2 separate regions of the Bombyx mori genome follow, and region 2 is linked to region 1. Evidence: chromatin contacts called from public Hi-C data. All regions are on one chromosome and are shown on one strand. Each heading gives the region's core, a stretch centred on a gene start, on an enhancer-like site or on the middle of the called end of the contact. The rest is flanking DNA. Distances are from core to core; before and after follow the strand shown.

Region 1 (6,133 bases), core at 3,294-5,793:
TAGCGTTGTATGGACATGTGATGCGTAGAGGAGATGCATGTGACTGTATGGTAATAGAGAGAGAAGAGGTCGACCGAAGAAGACGTGGATGGAATGTCTGAACGACGATATGAGAGAGAGAGAGAGAGAGAGGAGTGAGTGTTGAAATGATGGCTGACAGAAGAGAATGGAATAAAAAAATTTGCTATGCCGACCCCACCCAGTGAGATAAGATGGAAGCAAAGAAGAAGAAGAATCATTGGTAGTCTAAAAGTCTGTTACAACTACACACGGACCAGTAGATGAGTCTACCGCGTTTACCCTGGGAAGGTTTGCTAACACTAGTCCTAGCAACAGAAGTGCTTCGTTAAATCCACCACCGGATCGGAATCGCAACCAGCTGAGAAGGCCAGTAAGAAACGTAGTGGGTTGTGTCTATGGGGCAGGTTGCACTTTGCACTCTTCGCACATCTCATTCAACAACGTCAACGAGAACACTAACTTACTTGGGTCTTAAAATCACTTTTAAAATAAAATGGATCGGGAGGATCCGACAGTATGTTGATAAGGCAAATCGAAGAAGCTGTTATATTATATTTACTGGTGGTAGGACCTCTTGAGTCCGCACGGGTAGGTACCACCGCCCCGCCTATTTCTGCCGTGAAGTAGTAATGCGTTTCGGTTTGAAGGGTGGGACAGCCGTTGTAACTATACTGAGACCTTAGAACTTATATCTCACGGTGTGTGGCGCATTTACGTTGTATATGTCTATGGGTATCAGTAACCACTTAACACCAGGTGGGCTATGAGTTCGTACACACATCTAGGCAATAAAAAAAAAAGAATTGAATAACACGCTTCTAAAAATCACATATGACCATAATGGACACTTGATTCAAGATAAACCTCACATTTTTTTGATTACGCTAATTTACATTTCGAAATTCTCGGTACGTTTATCGGTTGCGATATTATTAATGAAATCGTGTCGGATTCTAAAAGATCTAGAATAACAACAAGGAACTTCTTCTCGTCAGTTCCTCGTTATTGAGAATCGTATTCAACTGCAGATTCAAGCCGCCAGCGTGTTCTATCTCCTGCTACATTGAGAGCTCCATTAACGTCGTCGTTAAGTCGTCGTGGCTTAGAGGACAAGACGTCCGGTGCATTCATGTTGAGCGATGCACCGATGTTCGAATCACAGGCGAGTACCAATTTTTCTAATGAAATACGTACTCAGCAAATGTTCTCGATTGACTTCCATGGTGAAAGAATAACATCGTGTAATAAAAATCAAACCAGCAAATTTTAATTTGCGTAATTACTGGTGGTAGGACCTCCTGTGAGTCCGCACGAGTAGGTACCACCCCCCAACCTATTTCTGCCGTGAAGCAGTTATGCGTTTCGGTTTGAAGGGTGGGGCAGCCGTTGTAACTATACTTGAGACCTTAGAACTTATATCACAAGGTGGGTGGCGCATTCATTATACGTTTTAGATGTCTATGGGCTCCAGTAACCACTTAACACCAGGTGGGCTGTGAGCTCGTCCCATCTAAGCAATAAAAAAAAACGTAATTGGTGAACTTAGGTCTTGGCAGTCTAAGGAGTCGGTCTTCCTACTTAGAGTCCTTTAAATCACGTCTAGAACTCACAAGATCCGCAGAGAAAACGACATAAATCTTGACCACTTGAAATCCAAGCCACAAACCCAAATAACTAAATCGAATCTACTGCAACCACGGAAGCGTGAACATTTGAATTTTCGTATAACAAATGGATACTTTTTGAGGAAAATGCTACGAATGGAACTTATTTTTCGTAAATACGCAGCGTGCATATTGTAATATTTCTTATGTCCAAAATCTCATCCCGTCCGTAATATTCGTGGCTGTTATGTGAACTTATGTGTCATACACTTCCGTCTGGTCCTCCCCATTGTCCATTTATGAGGAAGTCGGAAACCATTGGACATTTCCTACACTTCGCGTTATTATTTATCATGTACCATAACCGATCTTTTTCGACACCTCGCTCGGCGTGATTTAATAAAAACACTTGTTTTTGATGTAGTTAGGATTTTATTCTTTATTTCTTCTGGTGTAGATACGAATTATTTGAGTGTTTATCTTGTGTTGATTGCTGTTCAATTCTTATTAAATTATGAACGTATATATATGGAAAAAGAAATTATAAGAGAGAATCATAGAAGAGGACGACTAAAAGTTGAAGATTGGGAATGGAGGAGGTCCGATACATACGACTAGTCTTGGTAATTTTATCAAACTATGGATTGATTCGTCTGTGGCAGACGAATAGGTAGGATTGGCCGAGTGGGAAGATCGGAACTTTTTGGTTAATTCACACTGGCACACGAGTTTTATTTTTAAAAGAAGAAAATATAACTGACAGATATAAAATTAACATAACGATGTTACGAATGCGTACGGTATGTAGTATTTTTTTTAAAGAATAAATGATTTTGTTGTTAAACTAAATATCCAATAGATTTCGCCATTCCATTCCACATCTTTTTGGGGGTGTATAGGATATGGATTTTGTGTGTAAATGGGAATACGCCATAGAATAAATAACGTTGAGGATTTTTGAAATTATTGTACTCTTACGTGATCACAACCATCTATCGATTGAATGTTTGAAAAACTTTATCATTGAAGTATCTCGGAATATTAATTTAAACATTAAATCGGAATGCATTTTGACCTTTACGAACGACTGCTTTAGCTTTTTATTTCTATTGCATAGAACAAGCTCACGGTTTAATTGGTTTTAAATGCTGCGAGCCCATACGATCACAACGTCAATGGCACCACCCATCTTGGAACAACATCTGTGCAATAAAGTTTATTATAAAGTCAATGATTATCTAGAAGATTCCACAAAGTGGGAATGAGTTGCTCGCTCCGGGCATTTCAATATTGCAATAATTGTTACGTTATAATACTCATTGTAAAAATTAATATTTCAAAAAAAATCTAATATTTAAAAAAAGAAATACAATATGCCCGCTGAGTTTCTTGCCAGTTCTTCTCAGGACGGAGGTTAGTTTTTGTGAATTGGCGGTAGTTCTTTTTGACGTTCAACAAGTATGTATTTTCATTTATGTTGAATTTTTTTTTTTGATTTGATTTGATTTGATTTGACAAGAGCTTTGAGACTCAGTTCTATAGTACAACGGCTGCCCGACCCATCAAACTGGAACGCATTGCTGCTTATGGGGGAGAAATAGTCAGGGTGTCAGGACCTACCCGTGCGCGCTCACAAGATGTAAATTATATATTTATGGGCTCCGATAACCACTCAATGCTAGGGTGACCGTTTATCCACTTAAGCAATAAAAAAAAATTGAGTACCTGTCCGACAAACATAATTCTAATTCCCTATTTGGTATGAAATTAACGTACCTACTGGTAATACCTAGTACCGGAATATTCTGTCGAATCAGTTTAAAAATGAATTTATTTCAGGGAATTCTACGCATTCTGCGAAATTTCATGATATTAAAAACCACAGGTTAAATTATATTACACAGGATAAAATAAAGCACAATTTAATACATTGAACATAAAGAATTCAATTTCATATTCAATCAGCTTATATTTACGGCTTTATTGAAAAACCAAACCTTACTGAAATATCTACAAACACCAGAATCGCCTCTCTTTAAGTACAAATATGTCCTAGGACAATTATAACAGAGCAAATCTAATAATTGAATTTGTCTTGGTTCCTACAGAGCTTGAAAGGTTCGGCGTAATGAGTCCTTCACCGATTTCTTCTCTAGCACAGGGGACTAAATCAAAACTTTAAGTTAAGCTTAACACAATTAAACAATTTATTTTAAGAGCCACCTCCGTTTCTATATGTTTGTTCTATAAGCAAATGCAAAAAAAGTTATGTACCATTTTCTACGCTGTTCGTCAACTGATTTCCTTTTTTATTTTCTTTGGCAGCTAATGAAGAGCTTTACAGTTATAAATAAAAAAGACAGAATTAAATATTTTAGTGACAAAAAACGAAAGGAAAATGTTTAACATTAATTGAATGGTGTTGAGATTTTAGTAATTATGGCCGAATTTTAATCACTGTTTACAGATTTCAGATCACAGATTTCCAGATTTCCAAAATTCCCAACAATTTGTTGATCTTAGTAAAAAAATATTAATAATGCAACATTAGCCATTCTGTACATTTTGTTAACATTCCTGATTACAGTTTTCCTTGATAATTTATCCGTCTACTGTACGCAGCCTACGCAATTATGATATGTGAAATAATAAATGAAAATTTGGGTAGCAATTTTAGATTAATCTGCCATCTATCGACGAGTACATGAACTAGAAAAGGCTGCGAGACGTCGAGGAAAATTTACTTGTAAAATTGTTGTAGTTACATTTAATTTTTCACAGATGTCACTTACGATCCACCTACTTAGTGGTTCTACCCGATGCTAGATGGCGATATATGACGAGAAAACCAAATTGTCCCATATTAGAGGGAAAATCGGGAAAAGCCATGTCGGATTCAATTCAGTCGGTTCGGGACCCTCAACGAGGCTGCTTCCTTCCCAAACTTTCTTTCAAAGTAACTAATAATTTGTACCCAACCAACCCAACCCTTCTATCCTGAAATCACTTCACCCTTTTGTAGATTAATTTTTTTCCTTGCCTTTTTTTATATCTTTAAAATTTTCCGTATTTCCTCGTGATAATAAACTTTTGAACATTGTTAGTAAGTGCGGAATTCCGGTGTCATCCGTCGAGTAGAATGATCGGTAAGTGATAAGATAATTTTATTTGCACTGAAAAGTTTTAAATAAACTAAAAGTGTTACAAATTCGTTTGTGGGACCTCAGTCAAAAATTTTAATTCAAAATTTTCTGTCATTGTCTCCGTAGATTTTATCTGAAGCTACATACATTTTTGGTTTGTTAGAATTATACTACTCAAAACTTTACTTGAAATATTTCAATAAATTAACTCACAGAAATTGATAAGAACAACAAAATGACCTAAGCCATTTCCGTGCCTTATAAAACCTATAAGGGATTTCGTGTAAAATTAAATACATAATTGCTTAGACTTTTGTTACCCCGATGAAATAGGTTGATATGGGGGTGAAACGGGCGAACCCTATCCTCTAATTGAACTTAGATTCGAATTGCGTACATTACAGTGTCAACTTTAACGCATCCATTGCCGAGGTTGATACTTTATCTTCGTCATTGTAATGCCTTCGTAAGGTTGTGGAGCCTTTCATTGGGTCTTTTGACATTGAACCTATTGTGCGCACAAGACACGTCCTTAAAGCGTTAATCTGTGAAGATATTGGTAATTTTTCTTGTTGTCGATTATAAATGTAATGTAGATGTATGAGTTGAGTAATAATCAATTATTAAATGCAATTAAAGAAAACAAAGGCGTTCGTAAATAGCCTTCGTTGGATTTTAATTTTAATGGTAATAGCATGTAACAATTGTGTAATTTTCATTAAGTATACAAAAACTTCAACCAAAAAAAAATTTTGCAGCTTAGTATCGCTTTTTTTATTGTCATCATATTATTTGCGGCGCTTCGAATAATTAACAATGAAACGTAAAAGTCGTTTTAATTATGTGTACGACTCACGGAAACTGAAGAAAATACTGTAAATGTATACAGTTTCATCGCAGTGACATGGTTTTTTTTTTTGATTGAAATGTAGGTAAATGCCATGTAGGTATGTTTAGATATATGTATTCAGAAAGATTTTTTTTTATTGCTTACATGGGTGGAAGAGCTCACGGTTCACCTGGTATTATGTGGTTACCGGAGCCCTAGACCCATACGACGTAAGTGCCGCCACCCACCTCGAGACATGAATTCTTAGGTCTCAGTTTTACAGTACAACGGCTACCCCGCCCTTCAAACCGAAACGCATTACTGCTTCACGGCAGAAATAGGCAGGGTGGTGATACCTACCCGTGCGGACTCACAAGACGTCCTACCACCAGTAATTAATATTAAATACTAGTATCTTTATTAATACTATCTTATAAATACTAGTATTTTTATTAATACTAAATACTTGCAGATTTATTTTTTATTGCTTGATGGGTGGACAAAATCATTGCCCATGCTCAGTATTTAGCGGAATC
Region 2 (5,710 bases), core at 551-3,050, 45 kb after region 1:
GAGAAATTACCCTCATTCATTCAACGCTTATTAATTACAAACAAGAAATGATTTCAAGAGATGCTGTTTTTAGGCTTTGTAGCAAACGTGTCTGCCTTCATATATAACGCCTAAGTCTCATTTGTATATAAGCTTTGTCCCACCTCTTTCGAATCTGTATCTATGTCTGCTTCGTGGAAAAAATAGTTATTATGATAAACACATGCACTATTAAGATTAATTTTACCTTTTGTTTTTCTTTTTTCGGGCCGGGGACCATTCCTCCTACGAGGTCCTTGTCCTAAGTAATACGATTATGTCGATCTTCAAACACCGCAGACAAGTACTAACATTTCTAAGGTATTATATTGGTGTGTCGACACATGATAATGAACGAATAACAAATCTAAATAAAATACCTAAAATTCTACAGCAGTGTGTAATTATTTGCTGTAAAGGGTTTTGTAAGCCCGGACGTGTGGGCTTACAAAATCATGGTTATCAAAAAATTAAAAAACATCTTGGCAGCAGTCATGTGTTCCGGTTTTAAGCGTCAGAGTCCCGCCATACTCGTTCGTTTACTGGTGGTAAGATGTCTTTTATGTCCACTCGGGTAAGTACCACCACCCTGCCTATTTCTGCTGTGAAACAGAAATGCGTTTCGATTTGAAGGGTGGAACAGCCGTTTCACTGAAAAACTAAGACTTAGAACGAATGTCTGACGGTGGGTGGCGGCATTTGCGTTGTTGATATCTATGGGCTCTGGTGGCTTCTTAACACCAGATGAACTGTGATCTCGTGCATAAAAACAAAAAAAATATACAGTTGAATCTGTTACTGCTTGCTTGTCAGCGAAAGCGGCGCTATGAAAACTTATTACGGTAGTTTTAATGTTGTATCAGTACTAAGTTTGGTAACGGTACTAATTGTAGAAATTCAAACTTGTCTCTTTCAACCAGCCATCATTTGTGTAGCGAAGTTAGATTGTCAATACTGCGAAACTGTCATATTCATATAATCCAATTAAAACTTTGTAGACTCAAATGTGCTCGTCGTTTATCGGGGATCTTGAATGAATCATTGTTTTGCGTTTCTGTTGAAATTAAATGAGGTTTCAGTTACTGAACGGAGTAACTTACATGGCCAGCTGTCAATGGGTTTTTTAGGCATGGCGCTGAATATCTAGCGCAGTTTCCACGCTTAGGGGGCGCGCGTGGTATGTGGGTCTTGACAGTTTGTAGACCTGTTGTCAATGCCTACATTATTTTACAAAAAAATTATTAAAATGATCATTATTTTCAAAGATTGTTTCCGTATGCTTCTACCTACAGCAACCAAAGCAAGTTTTAAAAAAAAATTGATCACAGAGACATTGCTAAATTATAAAAAAAAAACACCTTTTAAAAAGTGTAACTTAAAAAAATACTAATACTAATTTGTAGCAAAATCATTTTAAATGATTATTTACAAATGTTATTGACTGACTAAATATAATTAAAGGTAATCCAAATAACTTTACGAAGACATGAGGTAAAAATACAATTGTAAAGAATAGATGTTGTTTTAAATAATAATGTAGTAATTGTTTTTTTTTGAGCCACAACTTCGAGTATTCATAAACTACATTCAATATATCCCTGTTCCAAGATCAACGTCAGTAACGCCGATAAAAATAATGTACTGCATTCAGAATGGCGCGAATATTTCCTGTAGAGCGAGTCATATAAAATTCTAAAGTAAATAAGAAATGTCATTACGCAGGCAGCGCGGTGGGACGATGTCGGCGCATTAATGAGACCAGCTCGGCTGGAACTTGTTATAAATACACGCTTGTAGAACACTGGTAAATTGAGCTAAAAGTCATGAGGCGCTTGCGATACACTGTAGCTGTAGCTGTGGGACGACTGTTGATGTCTTTGTATTTATCTGCAAGAATGCGGGAACCGTGGTAGCCGAAGTTCTTGATGCACTGATGATGAAGGCTGCAGTTGTTCCGTCGCAGGTCACCAGTTTGGGAGGCTTAACGACAAAGGAAGATCTTCCACCGAGCGGATGATATTTGTTCAGTAGACCGACGGTCCAAATGTTGTTGTTCGGAACTTGTATATATGCGCTTTATCTTGAAAATGTCGTAAGCGAGATTCAGGCAGCTGTCAATTATCTTGCGTTGTATGATGTCTACCGCCACAGTCACAATCGACGATAAGTGAACTAACTCACGGCCCGTCACAACGTTATACCAACACCCATATTGGAACCATTAGGTCGAAATTTCGATTGCGTTATATAACTCCGCACCTTTTATATCGGGGAGCTGAAGATTCATGGGAGAAATGAGCAGGATAACTGTAATTGCCAATATTGAGTACCATACCACTTATCGGCAGTAAATGCGTGTTTGTGTTCTATAGATTTCCAAACCATTCATTCAATTGTAATTAAAGATGGCGTAGTTCTTGTTAGTACATCAGAAAAGGTTTCTCTCGTATGGCAATACGCAATAAATGGCTTGCCAATAGTTTAATCAATCTTTTTCATATGATTAATCATAGCCGGGTTTCTCTAGTCATTTTATAAGACTGTAACAGAATTATGTACCTGCAGGTACAGCAAAGACTTTGTAAAGAAAAATAACAGGCGTCATTATTTTTAACTTTATAATTTAAATAATAATTCGACGCTTGAAAGGCAAACGTGACTAAGCGACAATGACTGCTTTGTACATAAATGATAGGCAATAACCATATTCGATGCGCAAAGCAAATATATTTCTAGATCTATTAAAATCATTTCAATCCTACAGCTAGATTCGTTAAAATAGATTTTTTTTCATGTATTTCAACTGTAAATAAGTCTACTGTAAAGCTCACGCATTAGTCGCTTAGTCACGTTTGCCTTTCAAGCGTCGCTTATGTTTCGAACATTTTAAATTTTATTGAATACAGTATTTATTTATCTTTTAAGTAATACTTTCCACTGGTGGTAGGACCTCTTGTGAGTCCGCACGGGTAGGTACCACCACCCCGCCTATTTCTGCCGTGAAGCAGTAATGCGCTTCGGTCTGAAGGGTGGGGTAGTCGTTGTAACTATACTGAGACCTTAGCACTTATATCTCAAGGTGGGTGGCGCATTTACATTGTAGATGTCTATGGGCTCGAGTAACCACTTAATACCAGGTGGGCTGTCAGCTCCTTCAACCAACTAAGCAATAAAAAAAAATAAAAAAAAAAATGCAAACTCTGAAAGCAAATTTGTTAAACTTACTTAGCACAAGTAATTAAAGTAAGGAAACTGAAGTGAAACTTGACGTCGCTCATTCGAACATTTGTGTAATGAACTTGAGCACATAATAATATATTATTATAACGTAACATAACATAACGTCTCCCTTTACGTAACAGAATGTAAACTTGGTGCAAATTGAATTAGAAATGTACCCTTGCCTTGTGAAATGTTCGCCAGCACTCAGAGATATTGTACTTATAAATGGGAGTTAACATTTTAGGCATATTGTTACTATAATATGTTTGTTACATAATATATTTTTTTCGACGTAGATTGGAAAAAAACGTTTCATCTGATTATAAGTAACTCGTAAATAAACTGGTGGTAGAACCTCTAAGCTGGTGGTAGGATATCTTGAGAGTCCGCGCGGGTAGGTACCACCACCCTGCTTCTTTCTGCCGTGAAGCAGTAATGCGTTTCGGTTTGAAGGATGGGGCAGCCGCTGTAACTATACCTGAGACCTTGGAGCTTATATCTCAAGGTGAGTGGCGCATTTACGTTGTAGATGTCTATGGGCTCTAGTAACCACTTAATATCAGGTGGGCTGTGAGCTCGTCCACCCATCTAAGCAATAAAAAAAGATCATAAATCTTGTGAAGTTATTACAGCCGTTCGTATTGTTCGTATTGATACAATTACCACCACCCTTTAGACCAGAATTACGGAGTTGAGGTTGGGTTGTACCGTGGGTTGTTACCGGGAATGAAGTAGGAAACCAGGATGCCAGGGTCAGCTGCTCGGATATCCAGATTATTAACCGGAGAGATTATTATCATACACTAGACGAGTCCTGTGGTTTCGCCCAAGTTTAATTTTTGTTCTTGTTTTGTTGCTTGTGTAAGTAACTCTCGGATACACAAATCGATTTTAATGTCAATCGATTTCTAGATCTATTGGTATGTAAAATTAGTGACGCGATTGCATGCAGCAGAGATGCGAATGTTGGGATGGATGTGTGGAGTAACGAGAATGGATAGAATACGGAATGAATATGTTAGAGGAAGTCCGAAAGTGGCACCTGTGACAGAGAAGCTGAGAAGTGCGCGTTTGGGATGGTATGGACATGTGATGAGACGAAATGAAAATGAGGTTGGTAAGAGAATGTTAACTATGAATTTGGAAGGATATAGAGGAAAAGGTAAACCTAAGAAGAAATGGATGGATTGCGCGAAAGACGATATGGGAGTGAACGAAGAAATGGTGTATGATAAAAGAGTATGGAAGGAGAAAACATGTTGCGCCGACCTCAGGTGACTGGGAGAAGGGCAGAATAATGACGATGATGGTATGTAAAATTATGAGCCAGTGGAAACATGAGAAATTTCAGTCAAATCCATCCAGCCATTTTTAAGTGACGTTAACGAACCATAGAAATGTACAAATTCACCAATTACCATATCAAGTATAGATGTACGATCCTTTGACTTCAAATTTTATTTATGCGTCTTGTAAAATTCGTAATAAGTACTAATCTGTAAACGGACTACGCATAGCTTGAGCAGTGTGGAGTTCATAAAATATTTCATTTTATTGGTCACACGGTTTTGTGAAAATTGCTTGAATAGATGAAAAAGCAATTAACATAAGCTGAAAATGTAGAGAAATTTATATTTATTCCATATATATTCTATTATATTTATTCTATTTATCTTTTATTATAAATATTTAATTTATTTTTATTTATAATAAAAGAAATTAAAATGAATATGGATAAAACGAAAATCATGTTCAATGTCCATATTAAGCCCACCGCAGTTCCTGTTGGGTACTCTACTCTTGAAGTTGTAGACGACTATATATACGTTTTTTTTTTTTACTATATATACCTGGGACAGGTAGTCCGATTAGGTAAGTCCAACTCTAAGAGAGAGGTCAGTAGGCGGATCCAACTCGGCTGGGCAGGGTTCGGTAAATTAAGAAATGTGTTCTCGTCCAAAATCCCTCAGTGCCTAAAGACAAAGGTGTACAACCAATGTGTGTTGCCAGTGATGACTTACGGTTCCGAGACGTGGTGCTTCACAAGGGATCTTTTCAGGAAGCTTAGTGTCGCGCAGCGAGCTATGGAGAGGGCTATGCTTGGTATTTCTCTACGAGATCGAATCAAAAATGAAGAGATCCGTAGAAGAACCAAAGTTGCTGACATAGCCCGTAGGATTAGCAAGCTGAAGTGGCAGTGGGCTGGCCACACATAGCGCGAAGATCGGACGGCCGATGGGGCAGAAAGATCCGCGAGGGGAGACCACGTACTGGCAAACGCAGTTTGGGACGGCCACCTACCAGATGGACCGACGACCTGGTGAAAATTGCTGGGTCACGTTGGATGCAGGTGGCAACGGACCGGCCGCACTGGACTTCAGTTGGAGAAGCCTATGTTCAGCAGTGGACAGCAGACAGGCTGAGATGATGATGATGATGATAAGGCAATAAGCCGTCAAAACACACATCA

What was found. Hi-C and Micro-C count contacts between places; a contact is called where the count stands out from the background.
Region 2: a Hi-C map of whole pupa shows a contact between it and region 1, with 2.3 times the contacts expected there. The contact joins the enhancer-like site here to the promoter of LOC101737439 in region 1. A contact is called at or near these places in 2 of 7 Hi-C or Micro-C datasets (midgut and whole pupa).

What each region holds. Positions count from the first base shown.
Region 1 is chr9:5,069,082-5,075,214 of ASM3026992v2, forward strand. LOC101737439 reads left to right here and starts at 4,544. Exons shown (of 8, transcript XR_009973797.1): 1 at 4,544-4,771. It also overlaps a transcript of DnaJ-21 not described here.
Region 2 is chr9:5,116,876-5,122,585 of ASM3026992v2, forward strand. All of the region lies in intron 2 of LOC101737439, which reads left to right. It also overlaps a transcript of DnaJ-21 not described here. Among protein-coding and RNA genes, the nearest start is that of LOC134199431, 26 kb to the left of the region's middle. Within about 2 kb of position 1,801, at least 6 of the 8 cell types and tissues checked have open chromatin away from gene starts, as enhancers often do.